2 separate regions of the Mus musculus genome follow, and region 1 is linked to region 2. The links are chromatin contacts, called in public promoter capture Hi-C maps. All regions are on one chromosome and are shown on one strand. Each heading gives the region's core, a stretch centred on a gene start, on an enhancer-like site or on the middle of the called end of the contact. The rest is flanking DNA. Distances are from core to core; before and after follow the strand shown.

Region 1 (3,257 bases), core at 127-2,626, 1.7 Mb after region 2:
TTAAAATTTTTATTTACCCGTGTATTTTGCATTTTATGTGTATGAGTGTTCAGTCTTCATGCACACCAGGAGAGGCAATCAGATCCCATTAGAAGTGGTTTCCAGCCACCATGTGATTGCTGGGGCCTCTGGAAGAGCAGTCAAGCGCTCTTAACCACTGAGGCATCTCTCCAGCCCTCTTTGTTTATGTATTTTGTGTGGCGAGGATGGAACAAGGAGTGGCCAGGAGTGTGTATATATGTTTATCTTTTTATAAATTAAAAAACCCAAATCGGAGCCGGGTGTAGTGGTGCACACCCTCAGGAGGCAGAGGAAGCTGTATCTCTGTGAGTTCGAGGCCAGCCTGATCTACAAAGTGAGTGCCAGGACAACTAGGGCTACACAGAGAAACCCTGTCTCCAAAATCCAAACCAAATTAAAAAGAAAAACCGGAAGGTGGAAATGACAACTTGCTTCGCTTCATTTTGGCAATAGTTTTTCCCCCCTCTTCCTAGATCTGGCTGGCAAGTCCACCCAGACTTTAAGTCTCCAACACCGCGACCCCTCCCAGCCGGCCAACTCCGCCTTCTGCCCAATCTCCCTAAGCCATCCTCAGCTGACGTGTCACCCGGACAACCCTCCCCGCTCCATCGCAAGTCCTAGCGGTGGCCCCTGCGCGACCGCCTTCCCTCCCTCCCGGACCCCGCCGGGCCCGCTCACTAGCGCAGTGTGTGGTCTGCCATGGGGTTGGAGTGGGCGCGCTGCCGGTAGTAGCGCTTCTGCGGCTGGGGGGCTTCGGCTCCCGCCATCATGCCACGCAGTCCACGTGGAGAGCCGAGCTCGCGGCGCGAGGTGATGACGCAGCCCGCGGACCGCCAGCGGGCCCCGCCTTTTAAAGAGCGAAGAGCAAATTCTGTAGCACCGTAGGGAAAGGACCCTGAAGGGAGTGGGAGGGGAAACCTGCGCCCTGCTATTGCTAACCGTGCTTTGGGGAGGCCAGCTCCGGGCACCCCGCATCCTCCCTTGGGTCGTTCTGGCCTAGTCTGGGTTCTCAAATGCCCACAGGTACCTGTGCGCCCCACAGGTGAGCGGGATGTGAGGGACCCGCCTCTGACAGTAAACTCAAGCATCATTTCTTCTCTCTCCGGGTGGTCTCAAACCAAGTCTGGCCCGTATGGTGTTGTGTGGGTCCTGTTCTGTGTGCGCCAGGTACCCGGGCTCGGGGGTCATCCCCATCCATCTCTAGGAAGTCCAGCTGGAGGAAGGAGAGCGAACTGGGGAGGCGGGGCCCGGTGCCTGGGAGCAGCCCATATGGCTGGCAGTCCCCAGCCTCAACCCCGCACCGATAGAGGGGATCCGAGCGCTGGCCGGGGTGCTCGGGGACTCTATCTGCCGGATGGCCAGCTCTCGCACCGATCCGGAAACTGAGCCCGAATCCGTGTTCCCACGGGAGATCCGGCTCTTCACAGACTCTTACTCAGAGAGCAGCCGGTTCTGCTTCTGTGGGCACGAGCTGAGCATCACGCAGAACTTTGGGTCGCGCCTTGGGGTGGCGGCACGCGTGTGGGATGCGGTGAGGAATGGGCTGCCCTAAGTGAGGGTCCCTGAGAGGTCCAGTCCCCGGACCCCGGCTCTCCCATATGGAGACACCGTTCTGACAGTTTCCCACTTTCTTTTTCCCTTCCTCATAGGCTCTGAGCCTGTGTGACTATTTCGAGAGTCAAAATGTGGATTTTCGAGGCAAGAAGGTGATCGAACTGGGCGCGGGGACGGGCATCGTGGGAATCTTGGCGGCGCTGCAGGGTGCGTGAGCTGGCATTGCGGCGGGAGGAGGGGAGCTGGAGTGTGGAGAAGTGAGGACGTGGATTCCTGGGGGTGGGTAGAACTCAGCTCAGTTCTTTCCTTTTAACAAACCTCTATTCTCCTGCAAGGCAGACAGCGCTGACGAGTGTTCAGAACACTCAAGCTAGTTGGCTTCAGGGTACCTGAAACAAATAAGATAGGCTTTCCGTGAAAAAAAAAAAAAACTGGAGATGCTCTTTCGCTAAAATGCTTGCATGGATTTTCTGAAGGAGAGACCTAGGACAGTGAACCTCATCAAAGATTTGTAGCTTTGTTATGTTAGGATCTTTTAAATATCTTTTTCTTTCCTTTCTTTTTTTTGGGTGTGTGTGTGTGTGTGGGTAGGGGGTGTGGGTGTGGTTTTGTAGTCTGGTTGAGACAGGCTCTCTTGTTGTCCAGGCTGGCCTAAAACTCATTACGTAGAGATTAGCCTTGAATTCCTGCCTGGTCCTCCTGTCTTACTTTTTCCTAGTGCTGGGATTATAGGTGTGTGCTACCGTACTGCAATAGAGCCTAGGGTTTTTAATACTAGAAGAAGCAAGGTTATGAATTTTGAAGGACCCGAGTGTGAATATATATATGGGTGGTAATTGGTAATTAAGCAGCTGAGACCTGGGAAAGGAAAAGGTCAGGGAAATTGTGCTTCACTTTGAGCAAAAACCTACAAAAGCTTCTTGCCTAGTGATCTAAGTCGTGTAAACCAGATGTCCTTATTTGTAGGAACAGAAGTGGGTCACATCAAGGGCAGTCTTTGCAGAGGCAGACATTAATTCTTATATTTATTCCTTCAGTCAGTCAATATGTATTCTCTGTGTGCCAAGGAACTTGTAGTCTATCGAGGGACAATGTGGGAAGATGCTACGGAACATACATGATGGTGAGGTCTGGGTAGCATGGCTGTGCTCTCACTAGCTACCTTGAGGGCTGAGCAGTCCATCAAGGGGAAGCACAGGCAGATGAGTTGGAGGAAGGCGGCTGGATGGGAGTGAGCAAGTTACATGAAAAGCAAAGGAGCCAAGTGGAGTGGTTCATGCCTGTAATCCCAGCATGCAGGAATTAGGGGTGTCTCGGTAAAGTCAAGGCTAGCCTGGGCTACGGAGTAAGACCCCATTTCAGGTAGGAAGGGAGGGAAGGAGGCAAAGGGGAAAGGTGTGTGTCTGTGTCTGTGTGTATGTATGCCTGTGTACATGTATGTATATGTGTTTGTGGGTATATGTGTGTATGTGCATGTATGTATGTGGATATAGGTACATGTGTGTGTATGTATATGTGTGTGTGGATGTAGGTATATGTGTGTGTATGTGCATGTTTGTATATGTGTTTATGTGTGTTTGGTATGTATGTGTATATGTGTTTATGTGTGTTTGGTATGTATGTGTGTGTATGTATGTGCATGTGTATATGTGCATATGTCTGCGTCTATGTGTGTATGTGTG
Region 2 (2,944 bases), core at 252-2,751:
GACTGGAAAAAAAAAAAAAAAAAAAAAAGAAGAAGAAGAAGAAGAAGAAGAAGAAGAAAAAAGAAAATCACTGCAAGTTGTTGGACGCCAGCTGGGGTTACGTTGGGAGACCAGAGCTAAAACAGATGTCTGAAAAGAAAGGAATAAAATGGATGTCCACATCCCTTCACCCAAATCCAAAATCCACCAACATTTGGACACATTTGCTCTATCCTTCTTGGTTGCTGTTTTTGTCTAAAATATGTATTTAGAAGAAACTCTTGGACAAGTGAGGTGGCTTATGGGGTAAAGAGGCTTTCTGCCCAGCCTGACAACCTGAGTTTGTTCCCCAGACTCACATGGTAGTGGTGGGGGGACAGCCCCCAAACAAAAACTAAAGTCAGTGTGTGAAATGCAAGCAGAGTATCTTAAGGGCCTCACTCAGATGTGTGGGTATGAACAGAACATCGCAAACAACATCTCAGAAAAGTAATGAAAAGAAAAGAGAAATTATAGTACAAGTGAAGAAACCAGATATATATAATGTGTATGTATGTAATATATATATAATATATTACAGCACAGAGAAGTGTCCTTAACCCAATTCTAACGTCCACAGGAAGCCCAGGGTTCTGCTGGGAGGGGGGAGGGGGGGGGCTGTTCTATGTTCATCTCAGGGAGCGCTTGACCACTGAAGCAAGAACAGTCATAAGACGCACCATTCTTTTTGACTGCCCACTCTCCCTCCTCAGCAGCACGGGACATTCCAGACCCTCTCGCCATCCTTAACTCCCTCCTCTTGCTCCTGTCACGAGGTCTCAATCCCCCAGAGTCCTTTCATGTGATGCTCAGCTGAGACCCTTCTGAGACAAGCCTGGGATACATTCATCCATCCGCACCCCTGATGCAGAGGTGGTCTGTCAGTTTGGCCTTCCTGAATACCCTACTCTTTTTCTCTCTACTTTACATCTCCTATCACTGCATTTAAGATATTACCCAAAGGATCTCCATGTCACCATGGACATGTCACCATGTCACCTCCTTGGAGCCCCTATTTCGCTGAGTGCTCCAAGCAGCCTCAGAATTAGTGCCATGCCTTCTGCCCCCTGCATCAGATAGGGATACCTCTATGCTTGATCCTAAGGTTCACATCTAAAGCTGGGCACAACGGTTTAAGTATGTACTTAGGAGGTAGATGAGGAGTTTGAGTTCATCCGTGGGTACACAGTGAATCTGAGGCTAGCCTGGGCTACACTGGACCTTGTCTTGAACAAATAAAAAAACCAAACAAAACCATATCTTCACTAAAATCAAATAGGACAAGCCTAAAGTATTTTGACTTGTCTGATTAGAAGGGGGAAACCCAGAGCTGGTGTTCAATTGCTAATAGCACTTGCTCCTGACCACCCACCCACACTCACCTTCTAGGGCCCCCACAGCCAGCAGAGCACTCAGCACAAGCACGGGAAGGAAGCTCCTTCTCTGGACACCCATAGTGGTCCTCTTGCCAGCAGCCAAAGGTACCAGGGGGTGGGAGCGAGCCCCTATATAGAAAGGGATGGTCATTTGCATAGGCCTTCCTCCTCTCCCTCCAGAGGAGGGGAAACCTGGGAAGAAGGAAAGGGCCAGAACTGATTTCATCCCACACAGCTCAATGACAGTTTCTGGTTTCGCTGGGTCACATTCACTGACACACTTATTCTGGAAAGAGTTCACTGATGGGCAGCCTCAATTCACATACTTAACAGTCACAATTCAGCAAGACAGAGTGAAGAGAATTGTGTCAAACCAAGAGATCCTTAAGACAGAAACAGCACCTTTATCCAAAAGCATCCAGAAGGGGCTGGGAGGGTAGATTGCCAGCAATAAAACAACACAGGCAGCCAATGAACCCCGAAACAGTGAGACAGTATTAAGCTAGGCTGAGAAACGACTCTATTATCTAGCCAAAGAATCCTTTACAATAAGAGTCCCGATTTTCCAGCCTGGACTAGAGTTCCAGGACAGCCAAGATTACACAGAGAAACCTTGTCTCAGAAAAATAAAAAGAAAGCGGAGGGAGGCGAGAAGGAGGGAGTGTGTGTGGGAGAGAGAGAGAGAGAGAGACCGGATTTTGTGCCCCACATGGAGACCGAGACAAACGGATCTCTGTGAGTTCGAAGACAACCTGGACTTTTGAACGCATTCCAGCCAACAAGGGCTGCATTATGAGATGTTTCCAAAAAGCAGGCGAGAGTGCTGGAGAAACAGCACCGCTGTTAAGAGCGCAAGCCGCTCTTGCAGAAGACCAGAGTTCAGCTCCAGCACCCAAGTTAGGCTCACGACCGCCTAGAACCTCAGCTCCAGGGCACCTGCTGCTTCTGTGAAAACTTAAATGCAGACACACAGACCCACACACCATTTAAAATAAAATACATTATTCTTTTTCTTTTAAAGATTCCCAGGTTTTGCTTTTTAAAAGAGACTCTCTTGTCCAGGTGGAATTTTAATCTCACCCAAGGGGTGGTGAAAATTGTGAGGGAAAGGTAAGGAAATCCGTAGACCAGAAACACCACCAGTTCCGGCCTGCGGAGCCTAAACCAGGAACTGCGGGAAAGTTGTGCAGCTGCCCCGCGGCTCGCCCGCCCAGGGCGGGGCCTCTGAGGCGGGAGCGCGATGGTCCGGTCCGCCCTCGTGACGTGAACCAATCGGAAGGGCGGGGGGCGGGGCCAGGGAAACGCGGGAAGGAGGGGCGGGGTCTCGGATGGCCGTCTGGAGCAGTGGGGGAGGCGGCAACATTGTTTCAAGTTGGACAAATTGTCAAGGGCTGAGCTCTCCTTGCGTTCCATCCCGAGCTGGGACTGCCGTGCTCACCCGGGGTCCCCCAGGTCCTCCGCTCCGAGTGTCGGGCCCGCTTTCGTCAGGGTTCCCGGGCCCCGCTCCCGGGGGCCTGAGCCGCCTCACTAGCGCTCCATGGAGAACTTCC

The links. Promoter capture Hi-C pulls out the DNA fragments that hold promoters and counts their contacts.
Region 1: a contact with region 2 is called in a promoter capture Hi-C map of embryonic stem cells, with 4 times the contacts expected there. The contact joins the promoter of Eef1akmt3 here to the promoter of Pmel in region 2. A contact is called at or near these places in 5 of 39 promoter capture datasets (the C10 cell line, cranial neural crest, embryonic stem cells and 2 more) and 1 of 9 other capture datasets (liver).

The regions. Positions count from the first base shown.
Region 1 is chr10:127,039,513-127,042,769 of GRCm38.p6, reverse strand. It overlaps Eef1akmt3 (EEF1A lysine methyltransferase 3), which reads left to right and starts at 1,376. Exons shown (of 3, transcript NM_001205036.1): 1 at 1,376-1,552; 2 at 1,671-1,782. The coding sequence starts at 1,376. It overlaps Mettl1 (methyltransferase like 1), which reads right to left and starts at 838. Exons shown (of 6, transcript NM_010792.1): 1 at 700-838. The coding sequence starts at 791.
Region 2 is chr10:128,704,815-128,707,758 of GRCm38.p6, reverse strand. Pmel (premelanosome protein) reads right to left here and starts at 1,501. Exons shown (of 11, transcript NM_021882.4): 1 at 1,401-1,501. The coding sequence starts at 1,473. It overlaps Cdk2 (cyclin-dependent kinase 2), which reads left to right and starts at 2,708. Exons shown (of 8, transcript NM_183417.3): 1 at 2,708-2,944. The coding sequence starts at 2,932.